Regions from separate parts of the Cricetulus griseus genome. Here region 2 is linked to region 1. Evidence: chromatin contacts called from public Hi-C data. All regions are on one chromosome and are shown on one strand. Each heading gives the region's core, a stretch centred on a gene start, on an enhancer-like site or on the middle of the called end of the contact. The rest is flanking DNA. Distances are from core to core; before and after follow the strand shown.

Region 1 (2,999 bases), core at 330-2,829:
GTTAAGAGGCCTGGCTGCTCTTCCAGAGGTCCTGAGTTCAATTCCCAGCCACTACACGGTGGCTCACAACCATCTATAATGAGATCTGGTGCCCTCTTCCATCCTGCAGGCATTCATGCAGACAGAACATTGTATACACAATAAATAAATAGCGTTGGTGGAGCGCGCCTTTAATCCCAGCACTCGGGAGGTAGAGGCAGGTGGATCTCTGTGAGTTCGAGGCTAGCCCCCTCTCCAGAGCGAGTGCCAGGATAGGCTCCAAAGCTACACACAGAAACCCTGTCTTGAAAAACCAAAGTGTATGTCACCACTTTCAGCCTGATGCTTCCATCTTAAAGGAAACCTTTGAAAGTCAGCTCTAATACAGGTAACTGGGAAAAAAAAAAAAGGACCCCCGCCCCCCCCCCCCCAAGCTGATAGTGGTTATCTGTCCAAATAACTCAGTACAGCACATATACATGGCAGATTCCCTCCAAACACAGAGTCAGTCTGTTCTTTCTTTCTTGATGAGCTGGGAATTGAACCCCTGGACCTTTTATAGAATTCTACTACTGATCTACATCCCCTGGGAGCAGCGAAGGGAGAAAATTCTCCTCCTATGCAGCATAAACAAGCTGAGATAAGGAGCAGAAAACACAACCGGATCTACATTTAATGTCTCTGAAAGGAGAACAATTAAGGACAGGGCCTACCTTTCCCACTGATATATGTTTGCTGATTTTTCTTATAGCCAACTCTAACTTTACAGTGTTCAGGGAAAGTTAAACCAAATTTCGTTACTTTCCCGTGGCAAACGCATTCCTAACACAATACAGAAGCTGAGGACAGCTAGTTAAGGAAATTCATTGATGCACAAAGGCATGGCCCCCATCCCAAATAAAAAGTTACCAAAAAGGCAACACCTAAGCCTTTAGTTTTCCCTTAGCATTCTTCACAGCATCTAAAATTACAGTTTTTTTTTGTTTTAAGGAATGAATTTATATTCAGTTGGAGGAGGAAGCCAAGAGCGAACTCGTCAGAATTCGTGGATTGTAACCCACTTGTTGCTCCTGTCACCTTAAATTTTTATTTTAGCAGCTAGTCTTGTGTTAAGTACCCGGAGCTACCGAGATCTCACTTGGCTCCCACCTTCAAAGTGCAAGACTGACTACGTCAAAGACCAGACGCCGTAAAATGTGCGAAGGATGGCGAACCCGGGTACCACCCGGATCACCTAAGCACCCAAAAGGCGTCAACACCGGTAAGCACTTCTGCTCCATTTTAAGAGGCGCACACCCCGGGGATGCGCCTCTCTCTAGCTTTCGCTTCCTTATTTATGGGCCGCCACTGTCAGAAACGCTTTTAAGTCTCCTGCCTCCGCCCACAAACGGATGTTGACATTACTTTTTTTCTTGGTGTCACCGGGAGGTTCCTCCGTCCCCGGCGAGACTGCGGCCGAAGACGGGGGCTCTGGGGTGGCTGTTTCCGGGGAGAGCTCCGAAAGGCTCTCGCCGCCGGCCGCGGCCGCTGAAGAAGGGAGCTGCAGCACGGCCTCAGGATCTTCCGCCATCTTGCTCGCAGGGAGTCGATGGCGGAAGTGACGTACCCGGAGCAGAGGGTGGGCCCGGCTCCACGGAGGGTCTCAAAGCAGGCACCGGGAGGGAGCTCTGGTCAACAGTGAACTGAGGACGTCTGGAGAGCAGTACACATACATGATCTGTTGGAAACACAGCATTTCATATAGTACCGAGTGTCACCTAGTCGCGGGGAGCTTCGGAGTGCTTCCGTGACGAGCCTCCGTGCACCACCAGATGAGCAAGTACCCCCGCCTTCCACAAGTTGGCTCGGACCCGGAGACGCTTCCGTTTCCTTCTGGCCTGCCCCGCCCAGGTCCCGCCTCCAGGCCCCGCCCCACAGCGCGGGAGCGCGCGCGCGCGTGCGGGAGGGGGCGGGTGGGGAAGCCGTGGCAGCAAGCTCCCGGAGGCGAGGCTCGCGCGCCCGCCCCCGCCCTGGCCCCAGCGCCCACCCGGTCGGCCCGGCCCAGCCATGATCAAGGCCATCCTCATCTTCAACAACCACGGGAAGCCACGGCTCTCCAAGTTCTACCAGCCCTATGTGAGTATGGCCCTGCCGCGGACCCGGGAGAGGGCGAGCGCCGGCGCAGGACAGCGCCCAGCGGCTTCCACAGAACGACCCTCGCGACGCCGCGGCCCTCCCCGCGTCCGACTCTTCGCCCCGCCGCCTGTCAGCTCGGGCGGTGGGAGCCGCTTGCCACTCCCCGCCGGCAGCTCGCCGTCTGTGGGCGAGGCGGTTTGTCCGCCGCGAGGGGCGCTGCCCACCTGCCCGGCACCTCATCCCCACACGGCGGCCGAGCCACTGTTTCCTGTCGGGCGCCCCAGCCCCGGCTCCTGGTCCCACTCCCCGTCGCCCAGCCTGGCCAGGTGGATTGCTTTCTGTCGGTCGGGGACAGATGGGCCACAGTGTCCGCCCTAATCCCCTGCGAGCTCAGCAACTTTGGCTCGCCGCACGCCCTGGCTAGTGTGTTCAGGGTGTTTCCATATGGAAGCATCTGAAGCCCCGTGTGGAAGAGATTAAGTGGGGACCTGACGTTGCTGTGGGCTTTTAACCTACTCTGAATTTACTCTTGAAATAACTGGCAGCGTGAGCCGTTGACCCATCAGAGTCAACTATTTCATTTTGGTGAGGCTTTTCCTGTTTAAACCAAAACATAAGGGCATTTGCTCTGAGTTTTAGTTTAAACGAAATAGCATGTGTGAAAGTTCTCTTCTAGAACTGTGAACATTGTTTAATATTGCTAGGAGCAGATGACTTTAAAGTCGCGAAGATAATTGATAAATGATCGAGGAGAGGTAATAGGTTCCTATGCCTTACCTGAGGGCAAAACTCATACTAGGTCATGTGCCGAGCTGTCATTTGTAGGGTGAATGTGAGCTCTGTAGCTGTTGTGCTGTCTTGGGGCGTTTTGCTTATAGCCAGACATGGACTTTGAATTTAGTTTT
Region 2 (2,999 bases), core at 209-2,708, 130 kb before region 1:
AGAAATGTATATTGAACTTAAAGGAAATTCTGAATTACAGCTTACAATCCTTTGTAATTATATATGTTGAGAATTCATACACGTATATATCCTCAATTCTTTTTTGAACCTTAGTCTCCTCTCCCTCCCTCACCAATTACTACCACTAATATAAACACATATTACCAAGTCCTGTTGATTTTACCTATTGTTTTTCTCCTTCTGCACTATACTGAGTCTAAGCTATTATTGCTTCTTTTAAGAAGTATTTTTGTTATTTTCAATGATGTGTATGTGTGTGTCTGAAGAGGGTATGTGCACATGAGTGCAGAGGTCAGAGGTTGTTAGATCTCCCTGTAGCTCTAGTTACAGGTGACTGTGAGAGACCCAGCATTCAAGAGTTGCTGAAATATTAAATGAGCCTTTAACAAAAACTGTAGACTGTTTTAGACCATTTTAAGAAATCACACTGATGAAAAAAGTTCTTGCTTTACATTGGGAAGGGGCCTCTTGATTAATCACATTTTTTTTTTTACAACAGCTTTGACAGACGGTCTTTAAAAATCCTCTCACCGAGAGTTTCCAATCACGACCGCAGTTAACCAAGAGTCCCTGTGTCAGACAAAACCCAAACCCAAACCAAACCCCCAAAAGACCCGAAAAGATCATGGAGTTATATCAAATCTTATTAAATCGGCGTTGTGGATTACAGGAGTAGGGAGCCGGGCATTTGTGTGCAAGAACAGCTAAATAACAATAATAAATCACAATCTCTTAAAAAGAAGTTATTTAATAGGTCTTAAACTCAATGAATGACACCGGAGAATGTCACAGTCACAAGAAGCTTATCTGGAATTCACAAATAGTTTTTTCTTTAAGCTCTTAAAAGAAAGGCGAAAACCCTGCCTCCGCAACCGATGTGACTCTCAGGTTAGCCACCCACAGAGGCTGGGGCCCTTGGTACCTGGAACTCTAGGGTGCACTTGGTGCCCTGAGTGATGTCCTCGTAGAAGCATTGCTTGGCATTGTCAGGCAGCTCGAAGGTGATCTCGGAGGCGCCGCTCGGGCCCGACAGCAGCAGCAGCAGCAGCGGAAGCAGCAAGCATCCCCAACGGCCCGCGGCGGCCGCCCAACGCGGCGCCGACCCCGGCCGCGGCATCCCGGCAGCGCGGCGGCCTCAACGGAGCTGCGGGGCCTCGACGCGCGCAGCAGGCCCGGCCCCCACCGGCCCGCAAACCTCAGCGGTGCGTGCGACGAGGAGCGGGCGCCGGCTTCCCAAGAGACGCACTTACGGACCGGCGCCGCACTGGGAAGACCCGAGGGGCCGGGGTAGAGCCGGCAGGACAGCGGAGGAAGAGGCCTCGCTGACCGGAAGTACAGCGAGCGCCTAAGCGGAAGGGGCGGGGCCGGCTCCAGCGACCCGGATATGATATCCGGGGGCAAGGCGTTGGAGTGAGTACGTGGAAGCGCGCGAGGCCTCGGCGTTGCTTAGGCGGCCTCCTTGGACGAGGGGCGGGGCCCGCGCGGGAACTCCACGGGAAGGGGCGTGGCCGGCCGTTGCCTAGGAGGGGCGCGTCGTCTTGCTGCTCGCCGGGCTTCGCTGGTGAAGGGGTTCTGCTGCATTTTGTCACCGTGAGTACCGAGTTTGGGGACGCTCCGAGGGACTCTGAAGTGCTCATGGGGGGTGGACTAGTCGCCGGTGGTAGGGAGCTACGTAGTTTGCAGGAGGTTGTCTCATAAATTTTAGTAGTATTTGGAGGAGGCAGCTCAGGCAGAAAGCGCGTGTTCTCAGAGCTGAATACAAGACTGGGATTTCTAATCCCTGCTCTTTACCTCCCGGCCCTCTGTCTTAGTCTAAAGAGTGCTAATAGTACTGCCTAAGATAAACACATGATTATTACATGAGTTCATTATCTGGGAAAGGCATTTAGAAGAGTGGCCTGCACGTGGTAAGCACGAGCTAAGTTTCGGCTTAATAAAAACAAACATCTGTTGTGTACCCTTTATCAGGCCCCTTCCACCCAAAAGTGGTCATTGTGTCTGTCTATTGTACTGATTAGGGAGTTAAGGGTCCAACAACAGCAAAGTGACTGATTTGCCTGTGACCAACATGGCGTTTCTTGAAGTGCATTCATAATACATTTTGCCATTCGTCAGGTGTTCCTTTTTTCCTTTCCTTCTTTTTTTTTTGTTTTTGTTTTTTAGAAAAAGGCAGGGGTGGGCTTTCAGGCTGCGGGGGATTAATACAGGGGTTTTATGAGAAGGAAATAACAGGCAAAGTAAGAGTGAGGCCGGGTCTTGAGTTAGGGTGGGGTAGGACGGAAGTCTACTCTATGGCCTGGGGCAACCAAAGCTTCTGCGGTGACAAAGGAATGGAGGCCAAAGGTTACAGTGGAGACTACACCTTCCTGAGAGCCAGGCCAGAAACAAACACTATTTTGTTGTTGAGCGAAAGTAAAACTGAATTTGACAGTGAAAAATGTAGGTTCTGTTCTCTGTGATCTTGGACAGGTAATAGCTCTCTTTAAAACCAACCTCGGAGCTGGTAATGCAGCTCACCAGTAGAGCTTGTTCAAGGCCCAGGGTTGACTCATCAGCGCTGCAGGGATGGGTGTGGGAGGGAATTCAACGATGTAGACAGCGACTATACTGGACAGGCCATCTTCTTTCTTCATAAGATGACAATACAAATAAACAGGAAAGAAGGAGCAAGATAAAAAACTCAGTACAGTATGAGAGGTTTGTGAGGGAGGAAAGGGGAAATGATGTAACTAGAATCTCAAAAAATAGTAAAAAAAAAAATCAATGCACTATCACTTTTAATCACAATTAAGTATCACCAAACAGGCAAAAATTTTAAAATACAGCAATGCTGGACATTGTTGTGCACTGCTAGTGGAAATGTAAAAGGGGCAACCACTTTGGGGAAAGCCTAACATGTAATAAAATGAAAGATATATGTATATTATGTAATACTTATATGTGACCTGCAAGTTTCACTTTTCATAATTTTTTTAAAT

What was found. A called contact is a pair of places that touch in the nucleus more often than the background predicts.
Region 2: a Hi-C map of the CHO-K1 cell line shows a contact between it and region 1, with 5 times the contacts expected there. The contact joins the promoter of LOC100758579 here to the promoter of Atg12 in region 1. A contact is called at or near these places in 5 of 8 Hi-C or Micro-C datasets (the CHK-Q cell line, the CHL-YN cell line, the CHO-K1 cell line and 2 more).

What each region holds. Positions count from the first base shown.
Region 1 is chr2:191,322,615-191,325,613 of CriGri-PICRH-1.0, reverse strand. Atg12 (ubiquitin-like protein ATG12) reads right to left here and starts at 1,579. Exons shown (of 5, transcript XR_004768345.1): 1 at 1,384-1,579. Ap3s1 (AP-3 complex subunit sigma-1) reads left to right here and starts at 1,909. Exons shown (of 5, transcript XM_035440151.1): 1 at 1,909-2,094. The coding sequence starts at 2,026.
Region 2 is chr2:191,456,689-191,459,687 of CriGri-PICRH-1.0, reverse strand. LOC100758579 (eukaryotic translation initiation factor 1A) reads left to right here and starts at 1,458. Exons shown (of 2, transcript XM_027400863.2): 1 at 1,458-1,611. Tmed7 (transmembrane emp24 domain-containing protein 7) reads right to left here and starts at 1,361. Exons shown (of 3, transcript XM_027400862.2): 1 at 944-1,361. The coding sequence starts at 1,138.